Regions from separate parts of the Sus scrofa genome. Here region 1 is linked to region 2. The links are chromatin contacts, called in public Hi-C maps. All regions are on one chromosome and are shown on one strand. The core of a region is the stretch at or near the end of the contact, and the rest is flanking DNA. Distances in the headings are between cores, read along the strand shown. Region 1 overlaps GSE1 (genetic suppressor element 1). Region 2 overlaps GSE1 (genetic suppressor element 1).

Region 1 (7,397 bases), core at 3,692-6,191, 77 kb after region 2:
CCCCAACCACCCCATCATCGGCGGGAGGCTGGGGGTGGAGCTGCGGGCTGGGTGGCAGCCTCGTAAATCAAGGGAGAGGCGGGGCACACAAAGACCCCCGGAGGTGAGGGGTGGCTCGGTGGCGGGGTCGGGGGGGGGGGCACCCAGGCCCCTCGCCTCTCTCCAATTCCCTCCCCAGGGTGTGCCCTGCAGGGCCCAGAGAGGGGCCTGCTCCCCGAGAAGGAATATTCTAGAACACGGGGGGTTTATTTCTCTGAAACTAAATGGATCCGCCTCGGGGTTCTGGAAGGAGGCGGAGGCACCTCCCACCCCATTTTGTGCGGCAGTTCCCTCCTCCCCTTGCTTCTGAATAGCCCGCCCGTCCGCCCAGAGCTTGAAAGGCGTTTGGAGTGTTTAGGCGGGAGAGGAGAGGCCTCTGCTGGCTTCCTTTGTTGGGAAAGGGCCCCCGCTGGGCCTTTATCTGGCTCTGCCGGCTCTTCCTGCAGCTGCTGAGACACCTCCGGCAGGAGGCTCAGGAAGCCCGCCCGCCAGGCCTCCCGTCCCTGCTGGGGTGGGGTGGGTGGGTGGGGGGTCCAGCCAGGCCAGCACCTCCGGCCCCTCCACTCCCGGGGCGGGCAAGGGGCTCAGTTTGGAAGCGGATGGGTCTGCCGGGTCTGGCCACCCCGGGTCCCCTGGCCTGGCAGGACCTGAGCTCCCTGGCATCCGTCAGGCTGGGGCAGGGTACCAAGCAGTCATTGAGCACCGGCTGCATGCAGCACCGGCCAGGTCACTGTGGGAGAGCGACGGGCAGGTCCGAGGGGCCGGCTGGGCCCTGGCCTGGGGGTCTGCTGGATTCAGGTGGCCCGGTCGTCTGAGCTGGGCACTGGGGGAGGGGCGGGGGTCCTGCCGCAAAGACGGCGGGGCCCCCTCCTCCCAGGAGCTGGCGGGCGAGCAGGAGAGAGGCCATCCCTCCGCACACCCTGATAAGCGCCAGGGAACCGGGACGGCCTGCCCGCCTCTCCGCCCCTCAGCTTCCCCCCGCTCCCCGGCCCCGTGCAGTGGGCTGTGGGGTGCAGGCCCGGTGACCTGTGAGCACCCTTCCAGCCCTGACCCTCCGGGCTGCGAGGACAGATGATATTTCCCAAAATGGGCCGCACTGCTCCCTCCCAGGCCACACGCGCGTCCAGATCGTTCCAGCTTGGCCCCCTCCTTGACGCTGGAAGGGGCAGGGGCATTGTGAGACCGGCCCTGATGGAGTCAGGGAAGTGGATGCCAGGGGGCCAAGGAGGCCTGGTCATGAGGGTGGTACAGCTTCTGCCCGGCTCTGCCTCAGGACCCTTGGTCTTAGGACCCAGCCACCCTGCTGTGCTGGGGTTGGGGAGGGCACACCGCCACACTCCCAGCCCTGCCACTGCCCGGGCCACCAGCCCTGTGGGCATGAGGGTGCCGTCTGGGAGGTGCATCCTCCAGCCCTAGTCCAGATGCGAAAGCTTGGGGAGCAGAGACGGGTCCCCCCTGCCCAGCCTCACCCGAATTGTCCATCTGTCAGCCAAAGCGGTGGTTTCCTGCTCCCGACTTCGGGGTGTCTGGTCACACAGCTGTCACCCAGATGACCGGGAGAAACCGTCCCCTGACGGGGAGCCCAGAGCACTTAGCACGTGCCCACAAATACTAGTTAATATGAGTAAATACTAGTTAGACTGACGCTAAAACATGAGTTAAACTCAGACAGGAAGTGCTTCCTAAGGGCCAGGCACTGTTCGAAGCATTTTCATTTTCCAGATTAAGAAACTGAAGCACAGAGAGGGAAAGGAACCCTCCTAAGGTCACACAGCCAGAAAGTGGGGGGAGCTGGGATCTGAACCAGGCCAGTGGCTCCAGAGTCTTCCCCTCTAACCTTTAGGTTTTACGGCCCCTCCCCAAGGGTTGGGAGGATCCCAGGTCTGGGAAAAGCCAGAATTTCCTGATGCCAGAAAAACCTGTTCTTTCCACTGAAGTGATGTTACGTGCCAACTGTCAGGCCATTTTTCTGTCCTTGTCCACTTTCTCATGTGAACATATGCTAAAAAGGCAAGTATTAAATATCCTTTCCCACATCACAGGACCCAGGTTTTGCTCAAAAAAACATGATTGTGAGATGAACAACTCAGAGGGACAGTCATAAGCCTCCAGAGGTCAGAGAGGTCTGGGACATAAAGAACGAAAAGGGTGCAGTCCAGGCCCAAAGCTTGCTCTTGCCACGGAGCCTTCTTTAAAAAACAGAGATACAGGAGTTCCCGTCGTGGCGCAGTGGTTAACGAATCCGACGAGGAACCATGAGATTTCGGGTTCCATCCCTGGCCTTGCTCAGTGGGTTAAGGATCCGGCGTTGCCGTGAGCTGTGGTGTAGTGTGCGGATGCGGCTCGGATTCCACGTTGCCATGGCTGTGGTGTAGGCCCGTGGCTACAGCTCCAATTCGACCCCTAGCCTGGGAACCACCATATGCCATGGGAGCAGACCTAGAAAAGGCAAAAAGACACACATACACACACAGAACAAAAACAAAAAACAGAGATACACCTGGGCATATACCTGCACAAAACCATAATTCAAAAAGATAAACACACACCTGTGTTCGTAGCAGCACTATTCACAACAGCCAAGGCACAGAAACCACCACAATGTCCATTGAGGAAAAGCTGTAAATGGGGTTGTGATGATCACTGAACAGCCATAAATGTAATAAAATTTACTGAGTTAAAAAAAATGTCCATTGACACACGAATGGACTAAGAAGATGTGGTATATCTATACAATGGAATACTACTCAGCCATAAAAAGGAACGAAATAATTGCACTTGCAACAACACGGATGCAACCAGAGATTCTCATACTACGTGAAGTCAGAAAGAGAAAGGCAAGTACCACATGATATCACTTACATGCAGAATCTAAAATACAGCACAAGTGGACCTAGCTACAAAACAGAAACATGCGTTCCCTTTGGGGCTCAGCAGTTAACGAACCCAACGAGGATCCATGAGGAGGCGGGTTCCATCCCTGGCCTCACTCCGTGGGTTAAGGATCCGGCGTGGCCGTGAGTTGCGGTGTAGGTCACAGATGCGGCTCAGATCCGGCGTGGTTGTGGCTGTGGTAGAGGCCGGCGGCCGTAGCTCCGATTCGACCCCGAGCCTGGGAACTTCCGTGTGCCACAGGTGTGGCTCCAAAAAGCAAAAGCAAACAAACAAAAAAATGAAACAGACTCACAGACATAGAGAACAGACGTGCAGATGCCAAGCGGGAGGGGGCTGGGGGAGGATGGAGTGGGAGGTTGGGGTTGGCAGATGTGACCTATGATAAACCGAACAGATAAATGACCAGGTCCCACTGCAGAGTCAATATCCTGTGATAAACCATAATGGAACAGAAGACGAAAAGAGAGTGTTTATAAAACTGAAATCAGTTGGCCGTACCGCGGAAATTAACACAACAGTATAAACCCACTAGACTTCAATTGAAAAATAAATCAAATACAGTTTATGGGGAAAAAAACAGACCCACGACTTACATGTCACACAATGCAGCATTTTGAAGCACACAACCCGGGGACGGTTAGTGTATTACGATGCCGATGCCGTGTGCCCCTCACCACTCGCGAATCCCAGAGCGCGTTCAGTACCCCAAACAACACCCCGTCCCCCGAAGTCGTTCCTCCCCCCAGATCCCAGGCAAACACTCGTCCACTGTCTGTCTCTATTCTGGACATTTCACTCGCATAAAATCATAACAGTATGCAGCCCTGTCCAGCTGCGTGGCTTCAAGGTGCATCCTCCACGCTAGGGCATGTATCAGTGGTTGGCTTCTTTTCATGGCTAAATAATATTCCATCGCATGGATGGGCCACATTTGGCTTAGCCGTCATCCGTGGAGAGACGCTTGGGCTGTTGCCACTTTGTGTTTACGTAACGGGTGCCGACGTGAGCTGCGGTGGACACGTGGTTATGGGCATCTGTGTCTTCAGGTCGCGTGGGCATCTACCTGGGAGTGGCACGGCAGGGTCCTGCAGGGACCCGAGGTTTGCTTGTTTGGGGAACCGGCAACCCGTTTCCGCAGCAGCAGAAGCATTTTCCAGCACCCCCTGCAGCGAGTGATGGTTCAGATCCACCTGCCGGCTGACACTTGCTATCAGACTGTCTTTTGGACTCCAGCCCTGCAGGGGCAGGTCACAGAAAACTTTCCTGGACTCAGGACAGATTTGGGGTCAAGGCTTTATTGGACATGGAAGCTGGGTGGCCCTTGGCCAGGTGACCAGCCTCTCTGTGCCGCGTTATCTCACAAGGCACATGAGAGGCAAGCATGTGACACACGCACCGACAACACAGGCGGGGGGCCCAGCACGAGACGAAAACGGGGGGCCCTCATTCAGCAACGAGGGCAAACGTCAGGACAGCGAACGCATGACACCGCGTGGGGGTGTCACCGCAGAGCTGGCCCTGGACACGTGGTCAGGGCTGCGGCCCTCTGTTCAGCCTGGCAGGTGTCAGGGAGGAGGGGACCCACCGGGCGGTGCCCTGGGAGTTCTGGCAGGTTCCGGCCACAAAGGCCTGTGGATCGGGGTCCCCTTACCCGTCTTGTGTACACACGTCTCCTCGCCGTCGTCCTCCCTCCCAGAACCCTGCCTCTGCAAAGGTCCCTTCCTTCTAGAAGGGACTCAACGTCACAGCCTCCTCGGTATCTCACTTTCACAACTCTAGTTGGCCAGCCACTCCACCTCTGACCTCTCACCTTTCACCCTTTCTAAGGGCGGCTGAAGTGGGCAGGGACAGTGGATCTAATCCCGCTATCACGTGGTCACCAGAAGGTTTCCGAAAATGCCGAGCCTTTGGCACGGAACGCTGGCTCCCAGCCCATGTCTCCTGCTCAGAGAGGGCACAGAAGTCCTGTGGGCCCGTGTGGCCCCATGTCTGGCTTGGAGTCTGTGGCCTCAGCATCCCAGGGCCACCTGAGATCAGCTCCCGGGCCATCTGTAAGGTTCTGTCTCCGCTGGGGCCACAAATGCTCAGACGCAGCCGAGCCACCTGCCTGGGGCGGGGCTGTTTGCCCTTCGGGGCTATTGCAGGAGGCTGGAGGCAGGGCACGAACACCCCGAGCTTCGGCCCAGCCCCACCCAGGCCAGCCGCATGGGCCCCTGGGGTCGTCGGAGCCTCAGTCCCTGAGCGTAAAGTGGAGACAACAGCCCCCCCGACAACCCGGCAGAGCCGTCGGGGCTGGAGCGGTGTCCTCAGAGCTTGGGGCCCACCCGGCAGCCCCCATGGGTGTCAGCTGCTGGCACAGTGGCAGGATAAACAGCTGCTGGTCATCACCTGTGGCAAATGCACATCTGACTAGGTTTATGCATTTATTTATCTTTGCAATAGGGTTCGGAAGGGCAAGCACGGCGGCCAGTTACATTTCCAGAAGGCTCAGGGAGGTTTCTCTGCTCTGGGTGGGCTGCCCCTCTGCCCCACGCCCCCTGCTTTGAAGGCGCCGACCCGTCAGAAGCTAGGAGACAGGGACTGGCCATCGGGGATGGCAGAGGACACCCTCTTTCCTGGAACCCGTGCCACGTGACACTGGGCTGGCCTCTGGCAGAAGCCGATGTTGAACTTGGCAAGGGACACTGTGCTCCGGGCGATGGGCGGGTCCAGACGACCCAGCCCTCCTGACCTGCACGTGGCTGGAGCCAGGGCCCCAGGTGCCTTCCCACGAAGCCAAGTGCCAGCCCTGGGCAATGGTCCCCACAGCTGCCCAGGGACGGCACAGCCAAGGTCAGGCCTGGTGTGGGGACAACGGCCTGGGTCAGAGAGCAGATTCCAGTTCTGGCTCGACCCCGAGTGACTCAGGCATGGCCCTGACCTCTCCCCAAGCCACAGCGTCCTCATCAGTGAACTGGGGCTGCTCATCTAAGCTTGGAAATTCAATCGGTTACAGGAGGCCAGATGCCCCCCCCCCCGGCCTCCTTTCCAATAGGAAATAGATAAAATGGATAAAAGCGCAGGCCTTGGTGGTGGGGAGTGGGGAGTGTGGCACCGAGCTTTCCCTTCCCCTCCCTTTCTGTTTTTTTTAATCTTTTTAGGGCCATACCCGCGGCATATGGAGGTTTGCAGGCTAGGGGTCGAATCAGAGCTACAGCTGCTGGCCTACACCACAGCCACAGCCATGCAGGATCCGAGCTGCATCTGTGACCTACGCCACAGCTCATGGCAACACCAGAGCTTCACCAGCACACACTGAGGCTACAGGTTAGCTGAGCACCTACTATGTGCCACGAACTATTCTAAGGGCTGGGGACCCAGCTGTGAGCAAGTCAGACCATGTCCCTGTCTACCAGGCTCCTAGAGGCAGCAAGACCAAAAACAAACCTATGACGTGCAGGGGGTGGCAGCGGAGCGGCCTGAAGGAAAGTTGAAGCACAGAGGAGGGTTAAGCCTGAGGGGGTGTGACTCCGGGGAGGCCCCCACGAGGATGCCCAGGAGGGAAGCGTGGAGGGAATTCTGAGCACTTTCTAGGCAGAAGGACCAACAGGTGCAAAGGCCCTGGGGCAGAGGTGCTGTTGTGGCTCAGCGGTAATGACCCAACGAGGAGCCATGAGGATGCGGGTTCGATCCCTAGCCTCACTCAGTGGGTCGGGCATCCAGTGTTGCCGTGGTGTAGGTCAAAGACACTGCTGGGGTCTGGGGCGGCTGTGGCTGCGGCTGTGGTGCAGGCTGGCAGCTGTAGCTCTGATTTGAACCTGCAGCCTGAGAACCTCCATATGCCGCAGCCCACAGGGGGTGGGGGGTAGAAGGGAGGCAGGAGAGCCGAGGGCTCAGATCACACCCTGGCAGGCCGAGCGCGCCGGGCTGAACCGCATCGCCCCCAGTTCAAGCCTCCCCCGCCCCCGGGATCTCCGCACGCGGCCTTATTGGCGCCTGTGTCTTTGCAGGTGCACATTTGTTAGCAGGGAGTCACACCTGATGGGGGTGGGCCTTCAATCCAGCAAAAGGTTTTTTATAAAAAGGAGAGAGGATACCGGCACGGAGCGGAAAGCCAGCCAAAGACAGAGGCAGGGGTTGGAGGGAGGCGGCCACAAGCCAAGGACACGTGGAGCCACAGGGGCTGGAAGAGGCTGGATGGACCCCACGGGACGGATCCCATCCCCGCCCCAAGCCCTGCCCACACCTTGATTTTGGACTTGATTTTGGCTTCCAGATGGTGAGAGAACAGATGCCTGCTGTCTAGGCCCCCAGTGGTGGCCGTTTCTAACGGCAGCCCCAGGACACCAAACACCAGGGAGGGACTTGGGTTTTATGTGCGGTGAGATGGGATCCACACGGACAGTGGGTGGGGGGTGGCAGGCTTGGCCTGACGTGCCTGGCATTTTACAGGGCCGGTCACTCCCCATCACCCAGCAGACCAA
Region 2 (7,424 bases), core at 1,197-3,696:
TAGGAAGGTGGGAAGGGGAGGCTGGCCTGGCTGGCTGTGGTGGCCATGTACGGTGACTTTACTGTCCCTTGTCCCTGCACTGCCTCCACAGGAAGACACCCCATCCCTCCGCCCCATGAGATTCGCTTTGCACCAGAGATTCCCTCTCCCCACATCCCGGCACCAGCCCAGCCTCACCCCCTCCTCCGAGGTCTGGCTCCCAGCTCCATGGGCCCCTGCTCTGCCAAGCTTCCACCTTCCAGCAGCCCCAACCTCTTCCTGGACTCCGGGGGCGATCTCTCTGGGTCCTGTGTGTCCCCTTTTGCCCTTTCAGTCCTCCAGCACCTGTTTCGCCAAGGCCCTGTATTAAATCCTCTCTGCCGAAATACCTCCTGTGGTTTCTCTTTCCTGGCTGGCCCCCAACTGAGATAACAGAACAGGCAGCTGTTCGACAGCTGTGACAACACCATGGGAGCAGCCAGGGACGTGGGGAGGGCTGATGGGAGCCCTGGGCTCGAGGGTGGGGTCCCCAGCCCAGACCTGCCCCCCCCAGTATGCTCCCTGCCCAGCTCCCTGCCTACCCCCCTTTCCTCCAGGAAGAAAGCCCCCCTCCAGCTGCCTGTACGAGAGGCAGAGGCTCTGCCTACAACCCGAGGAGGCCCTTGACACGTGTTAAAATAAATATTCTGCAAATACGATGTTCCATATGTATGACTTAGTGGGGTGATGATTCTTCTACTGATCGCCCTAAGTGACAGCTGTGCGGGGAGCGCTGGAAACGTGGGCTCGGCGGCCTCGCCGTGCCACGCGGCAGGGTGGTGACGGGGTGCCATGGCGCAGGAGCATCTGGCGACTCGGGACACGCGAGGAGCCCGGCGCCTGTCTGCACTCTGTGCAGGCGCATTAGCTATTCCGAGGGGCGGATGGAGCAGGTGTTCCCGAGCAGCCTGTGCGTGATAATTACTTTTAGATTGTTTTAAAGTATTTAAGCAAGATCCAGGAGGCTGCGAGGGAGGCGGGGACGCGGGCGGTGGGCCACCCCCCACCCCCGCCCCTGGGGCCAGCCTCCTGGATTTGCACAGGTTGGAGAGGCCTGGACTGCGTGACACAAGTGGGTCCCACCGGCTGGCGGGTCAACGTGCAGCTTGTAGCAACTAGTCCAGCTGGGCCGGTTGTTACAATATTGACACACTTCCATCCTGCGGCTCCAGGTCCCAGCAAGCTGCTTCCAGAAGGCCTGGCCTCTGGCCAGGAAACCGCCCGCCTCCCCGTGCCCCAGGACGAAAGGCGGGCGGGGGCAGGACAGGTGAAGCACCTTGGGCATTGATGCTGATGGTGCATCAGCTCAAGCTCCATTTCCCACAAGCACACTTGGGCCCTGCACTGTGACAGCAGGGGACCGGGTCCCTAGCTCCCACCCCTGTGCACCTCGCAGAGGACACGCAGAGGAGCTGAACGGGGGCCACTGTGAACAGTGAACGGATAAGTGAGAGAGCGAAGGGAGAAATGGGGACGGCTGTTATTAGGGAGACACGAGCTGGGCTTCTGGCTCCTTCAGAGACCCCGGAATATTCTCTGTCTGAACCAGCAACGTGTCCACGCTCTGAGGCACTTTGCAGGGGGCTCCAGGCTCTCAGGCTGGACAGTGATTAGAGCAGGAAGCGCTGCTCCGGAAGCGTCCCCAGGTCAGTGCCCCGAGCGGGGAGCAGGCACCTGGGGAAGAGCTTTGCAGGCAGAGGGAAGGGGTGGAGCAAAGTGGGGGGAGGCATGGAAAGACAGACAGACAGACGTACATTCTCACCACAGCTCTGTCGGTGGGATGGAGGAAAGATGCCGCCCCAGCCCCTCCTGGCACTGAGCCCCCGCCTCGATCTTTCTCTTTGGTCCAAGCCCCTCGCAACCCCAGCCCACCACTGAATCAGCTGCTCAGGACATGCAGTGTTCAAGGCATAGGGTCCCCCATGAGGCTGTCCAGAAGTCCGGCAGCTCCAGATTGATTAAATGGGAATCCTGGCAGGTGGGACTCTGCCCAGGGGTGATTTCAGAAATGCCCCCAGGGGTCTAAGGCACAGAAGCAGAAGGTGACCACACCCTAGGAGCAGTGAGCCAGGCTTGGAGCCTTTGGGCAGTGGGGGGGCCCGGCTGGGCACATCCCCCACCCTGGGGACTGACCTCAGCACTGGGCCTATAGACTTGGGAGCCCGGGAGGACAAAAGCCCAGTTTTGCGTCATAGAGGATGTCCACGCAGGGTTGGAAATGGCCCCCCAGACAGGCTGGGCCTTTGCCCTTTTCTCCAGAAAAGGGTCCCTCCTGGCCATTTCCAGCCCAAGGGGCATCCACACTCAGAGGCAGGTCAGGTGATCGGGATTCTGGGTCCTGGGTAACTGACTCTGCCCCCCTACCCCTTGCCCTCTGCAGTGTTTGCCCAGGCAGCGCCTAGGGCCAGCCGCACCTGAATGCCCCCTTGGGCAGAGATCAGAGGGCCAGGAGCTGGGAGCAGTGGTGTTTACAGCTGCTATTTAAAATGCAGGCAAGTTCAATATTAGCTCAGGGTTTATGCAATCTGTTGCTAAGATAAAGCAGCTAAGAGGGTAAGCGGGCCACCCTGCCCTGCCAGAGCCCAGGCCTGCAGGCTCCAGCAGCCCCTCCTACAAAGCCCTCTTGCCAGGGTCCACCGAGCCCAACCCCAGGGCAGCTGTGCTCCCACCACAGGGGAACCTGTTTGTTCCTTCCCCCCAACTCAGCAAGGACGGTGGAGCCCTGAATGGCCTCTGAGGCCCTGTATGACCCACCCCACTCCTTCCTCCACGCCCTTGACTCCCCAGCTCCAGCCTCCAATGCGCCCGAGCATGTGCCCACCTCAGGGCCTTTGCACCTGCAGGCTGGAAGTTCACCTCCTGCAACCAGAGCCCCCACTTGTCTCCCCTTCCTCCCCTCCTCTGCTTCAACTGTTTCTACAGATTTTCTCACACCCTGCCAGTTTTATTTTTGCTTGCTTTTTAGGGTCACACCCACAGCATATGGAAGTTCCCAGGCCAGGGCTCGAATTGGAGCTGCAGCTGCCAGTTTACAGCACAGCCACAGCCACGCGGGATCCAAGCTGCATCTGGGACCTACTCAACAGCTCACAGTGACACCGGATCCTCAACCCACTGAGCGGGACCCAGGGATCGAACCTGCGTTCTCATGGATAACAACTGGGTTCATAATGCGCTGAGCCACGCCGAGAACTGCCTTGTGTAACACATCTGAGCACGTTTATGTTCTATCCACGCGCCCGTGAGGGCAGGGACCCTGTCTGCCCCTTGGGGGCATGAACAGCGCCAGCCCCAGAGCAGCGGCTCAGTAAACACTCGTGCGATGGCCTGGACTCCCAGCCCAGTGCTCCACCCACCCCTCCCCCACGGCCCCTGCCCCCAGGCCTCCTGGCAGGAAGCTGACACCCCTCATTGAGTGGCTCTGTGGGGCACCCCCGCTCCCTCTTGAGAAGCCTCTTACTGCCAGTCTTGCCTGGAGCCTCCGTGCGGGCGCGTGGGAGGATCCTGAGAGCCGCCCAGCAGGATTCATCTTTTATTCATGCTGATAATGTAACCGGGATGGCGTCTGGTGCAAAGTCACTTAACCCATTAGAAGATGCTTCTGCGGCGGCGGCGGTGGCGGCGGCGCAGCCCCGGACAAGGGAGGTGGGGGCCGAGTGGGCACAGGGGTCGGCAGATGGGTCATCCTCAGAAAAAGCAATGGCCGGTTCTGTGCACCTGCCAAGACCAGCCTGGAAGGGAGCCTCCGGGTGTTCAGCAAAGAGGTCCCAGAATAGCGACAAACACCTGCCTGAGGCGGGGGTGAGGACGGAGCGGGTGCGGAGAGGAACAGGGGGTGCCAGTGGCCCAGAGGAGGCGTCAGGGAGTGTCGACCGTTACTGGTTCTTTTAGGAAGAAAGCCCTCAAGTCAGAGGACCTGGGAGGCCGCTCTCAAAGGAAATATTAGGGATGGGAATCCACTTCTATCGCTCTCCTGCTCTGAAGAAGCAGGTGGGATAAAAAGTGACGCACTCTCACCAACACACACACACACAGATGGAGACCATTCCCCAGCTGTCGGGATGTTTGTTGAATGAATAAGCGATGACCTAGCTGGGGGGCCACTGTTGGAGGCCGGGCTCTGCATCTTGCTGTCTTGGAGACATGGGTCTCAGGGTCACGGCTACACTGTGGGGGCTTCGCACCCCCCCCCCGCCGCTGTCACAGGTGAGGATTAAATGAAATACTACAGAGAGCTCATCGAGAGGCGGCTGTGCCTCCTCAGGCCGGGCTCTGCCCCTCTCTGTGCTTCAGCTTGCTCCTCATTCAACGAGGGGCTGTGCTCTTTCGTGGGACAGGTGTGGCCCCGTGGGAAGCAGGAGGCCTTCCATCCCTCTCATCCCATGAGCTGGGACCAAGGCCAGACTGACCCCCGGACACTTCTGTCCTGGGCCCAGGCTGCTGGGGGACCGTGTTCAGGAGAGCCCAGGGCCTCTGTCCACACACCCAACTATCCTGCTTCCCTTCCAGATTTTATTTCACCAACACTTCTCTGCCCTGCTGGGCGGTGTTCAAACACTCTGCAGATGTCACTCTAATTCTCCGGAGGACCCTCCTTCTCCCCATTCAGCGGAGGAAGAAACTGATGCCCAGAGGATCGGGTGGTGCAGGGCCTCCAGAGCAGGGCGGGCCGCATCTGAGTGGCGCCCCCTTAAGGAGGCCCGAGACACTGCAGCCCCAAGGCTCCGGCTGGGGGAGTGCCCTCTCCTTCTCTGGGGCCCTAGAGGGAGACCCGAAACCGCACTCAGGACGTGGAGAAGCCACCTGCCCTTGGCCTCCTCAGACCCGCACTCAGTGCACAGGCAGGCACTTAGGCTGAGCCTCACGGGACAGGCAGGTGCACCGGGTCCCTGGCAGCCTGCTTCTGTCACTGTCACCACCACCTGGGGATCCAATGGGGTGGGAAGCAGAGGGCACAGGTGCAGAGTTTTAGCACCTGGTTTCCTCTGAGGTGAAGGGCGGGTCAGAACTTGCTAGGCCCTTGTAAGAAAGTGCCACAGACCGGGGGGAGGGGGGGGCGCGTGGGTGCAAAACCAGGAATGTAATTCTCACGGCTCCGGAGGCCAGAAGGCTGGGATGGCCTCTCTGGAGGCTCTTAGGGAAGATCCTTCCTGCCTCCAGCAGCCCCGGCCCCTTCGCAGGCCCTTCTCACAGGGACACCAGTCCTGCAATTAAGTCCTCTCCGATTCTGCATGACGCCTTAACCACAGCCGCACAGACCCAGTCTTCAAATGAGATCACATCCTGAGGTCCCAGGTGGCACGCACTGGGGGTGACACTACTCACCCCAGCACAGCCCCACACTCAGCAACAGCTCATGCCACAGTCCAGCCTCCCCACCCCAGCGCCCAGGCTGACCCGGCCCCCACTGCTCCCCATGGCTTTGTGGCCCACAGCTGGCACCTCATCCACCTTCCCAGCCACGCTCTGCCTCCCTGGCCCCCATGTTCATGCCGTTCAGTCTCCATGCCTTTCTCCATCTGCAATGCCTTCCTCCAGTTTCCTGTGTAGGAAACGCCCTCTGCCTTCAAAGCCCAGCTCAAGCGTCACCACCCTCAGGAAGCCCTCCGTGATGTCAGGCTGGGCTCCCTGCTCCCTGTGCTTATTCCAGCCATTGTCACGAGCATGCCGTTTGGTGTCTGCCGAGGTTAACTGTCACAGTCCTCTGATACCAGGAGGGCAGGGGACGTGTCTGGTTAGGTCAGCATCTCCGTCCCCAACACAGGGCACATCACAGACCTGTGATAACTGCCGATGGCATGAGTGAGTCCCAGCTGGGTCTCAGGCCTTTCCAGCTCGGACTCCAGCCCTGCCTGTCCCCTGTCCTGCTGGAGCCTCTGCCCACCATGCTGGCCCTCTGGCCCTCCCAGTGCGGCGGCTCTCAGCCCTGGCTGCCCATCACATTGACCTGGGAAGTCTCAAAACTCTCCCTGCGGGGGACCCACCTCCAGCCCGTGTCCATCGGGCCCTCTGGGGGCGGGGCCTGGGCATCAGTGGTGTTTGCGAGTTTCCCCAAGTGACATGAACAAGCTGAGAAGCGTGGTACCAAGGAAAGGAAGGCTGGTGTGTTTGTAAACTCCGACCTCCACTCCAGATGGGTCCACAGCTCCCTCGACGGGGGCAGGGCCTGAGCCGCCTCGCCGCTCTCCCTGCAGTGACCACGCCAGCGCCGCCCCCCTCAACTGTCAGCACGCCCCGGGGCCCGGCGCCCCCCCAGGCACCACTCACTCCCAAGGTGTCTGCCCCGCTCCCAGCTTCACACACCATCTGTGCACCAAGGGTGCCGCACTCGGAGCTCCAGACTCCAGATCCAACTGCCAACTGGATCTCCACTTGGGAGTCTAACGGCGCCGTGAAACGTGGCCAGAACGGAGCTCCGGCTCCTGTCTCCAGACCCGCTCCTCCTGGCAACGCGTGCCTTGCAATTGCTTAAGTCAAAAACGTGGGGATGTTCACGAACCCTCTTTCTCTCCCAGCCCCGCTCCGATCCTCCCGCAAATCCTGACAGCTCCGTGTTCCAATGGCACCCTGAATCCAATCAGCCCCTCCAACGCTGCCACCCGGGCCCGGAAGCCTCACGTCCTTGCCTTCATGATGGCGACAACCTCCTCATGGTGCCCTGCCTCCGTCCTTGCCCCCTTTGCCTGCTCCTGACCCGGAAGCCTTGCTGGGGGGTGGGCGGGTTCAGGGGACCCAGAGCCCATCCCTTCCCAGGGGACCCCGGGGTGGAGCCTGGAAACGATGACCTAAGGACTATGTTTCCCTTCAGCTCTGGACCCCGTCCTCTTGGCTGTGCCTGTCGCCAACATCCCACAGACGGCCGTCAGAAAGGGCTGGAGCCATCAGAGAGGGCTTCCTGGAGGAGGTAGGGTTTGTGCCAAGGAAGGAGATGGACCGTCCGCCATGACCATGGGGACAGAGATGCGCAGCGGGCTGGGGAAGGCGGCAGGGAGCTGCGTGGCCGCTTCCGAGGTCAAGGGCACGCCTGGGACAGCCTTGAGCCTTTGGGTCCCGCCTCGATGACTTTGCACCAAACCTGCTTCACGGCAGCCCCGAGGACTCCGGCTCCACCCGTTTCCAGGAACCCTTCCCCACCCTGCCTTCCTCTAGGCCAGGGAGCCCGACGACGGGGCCTCAGCCTGGCAGCATCAGCATCACCTGGGAGCGTGTGAGAAACGCGGCGTCTGCGGCCCCACCCAGCCCCACTGAGTCAGAAACGCTGGGACAGGGCCCAGCCAAGGATGTCGCCACACCCTCCGGGGGGTGCTCACACCGCTGGGGTCTGGGACCGCCACCCAGCCTTGCTGGGGGTGGGCAGGTTCAGGGGACCCAGAGCCCATCCCTTTCCAGGGGACTCAGGACCCAGC

The links. Hi-C and Micro-C count contacts between places; a contact is called where the count stands out from the background.
Region 1: a Hi-C map of liver shows a contact between it and region 2, with 6 times the contacts expected there. The contact joins two enhancer-like sites. A contact is called at or near these places in 1 of 5 promoter capture datasets (liver) and 5 of 47 Hi-C or Micro-C datasets (embryonic fibroblasts and liver).

What each region holds. Positions count from the first base shown.
Region 1 is chr6:3,525,925-3,533,321 of Sscrofa11.1, forward strand. The region is part of intron 1 of GSE1 (genetic suppressor element 1); the gene reads right to left. Among named protein-coding and RNA genes, the nearest start is that of GSE1, 130 kb to the right of the region's middle. Within about 2 kb of position 4,942, at least 8 of the 83 cell types and tissues checked have an H3K27ac peak or open chromatin away from gene starts, as enhancers often do. A contact at or near this core is called in liver, where this site is marked.
Region 2 is chr6:3,451,770-3,459,193 of Sscrofa11.1, forward strand. All of the region lies in intron 2 of GSE1 (genetic suppressor element 1), which reads right to left. Among named protein-coding and RNA genes, the nearest start is that of GSE1, 200 kb to the right of the region's middle. Within about 2 kb of position 2,447, at least 4 of the 83 cell types and tissues checked have an H3K27ac peak or open chromatin away from gene starts, as enhancers often do. A contact at or near this core is called in liver, where this site is marked.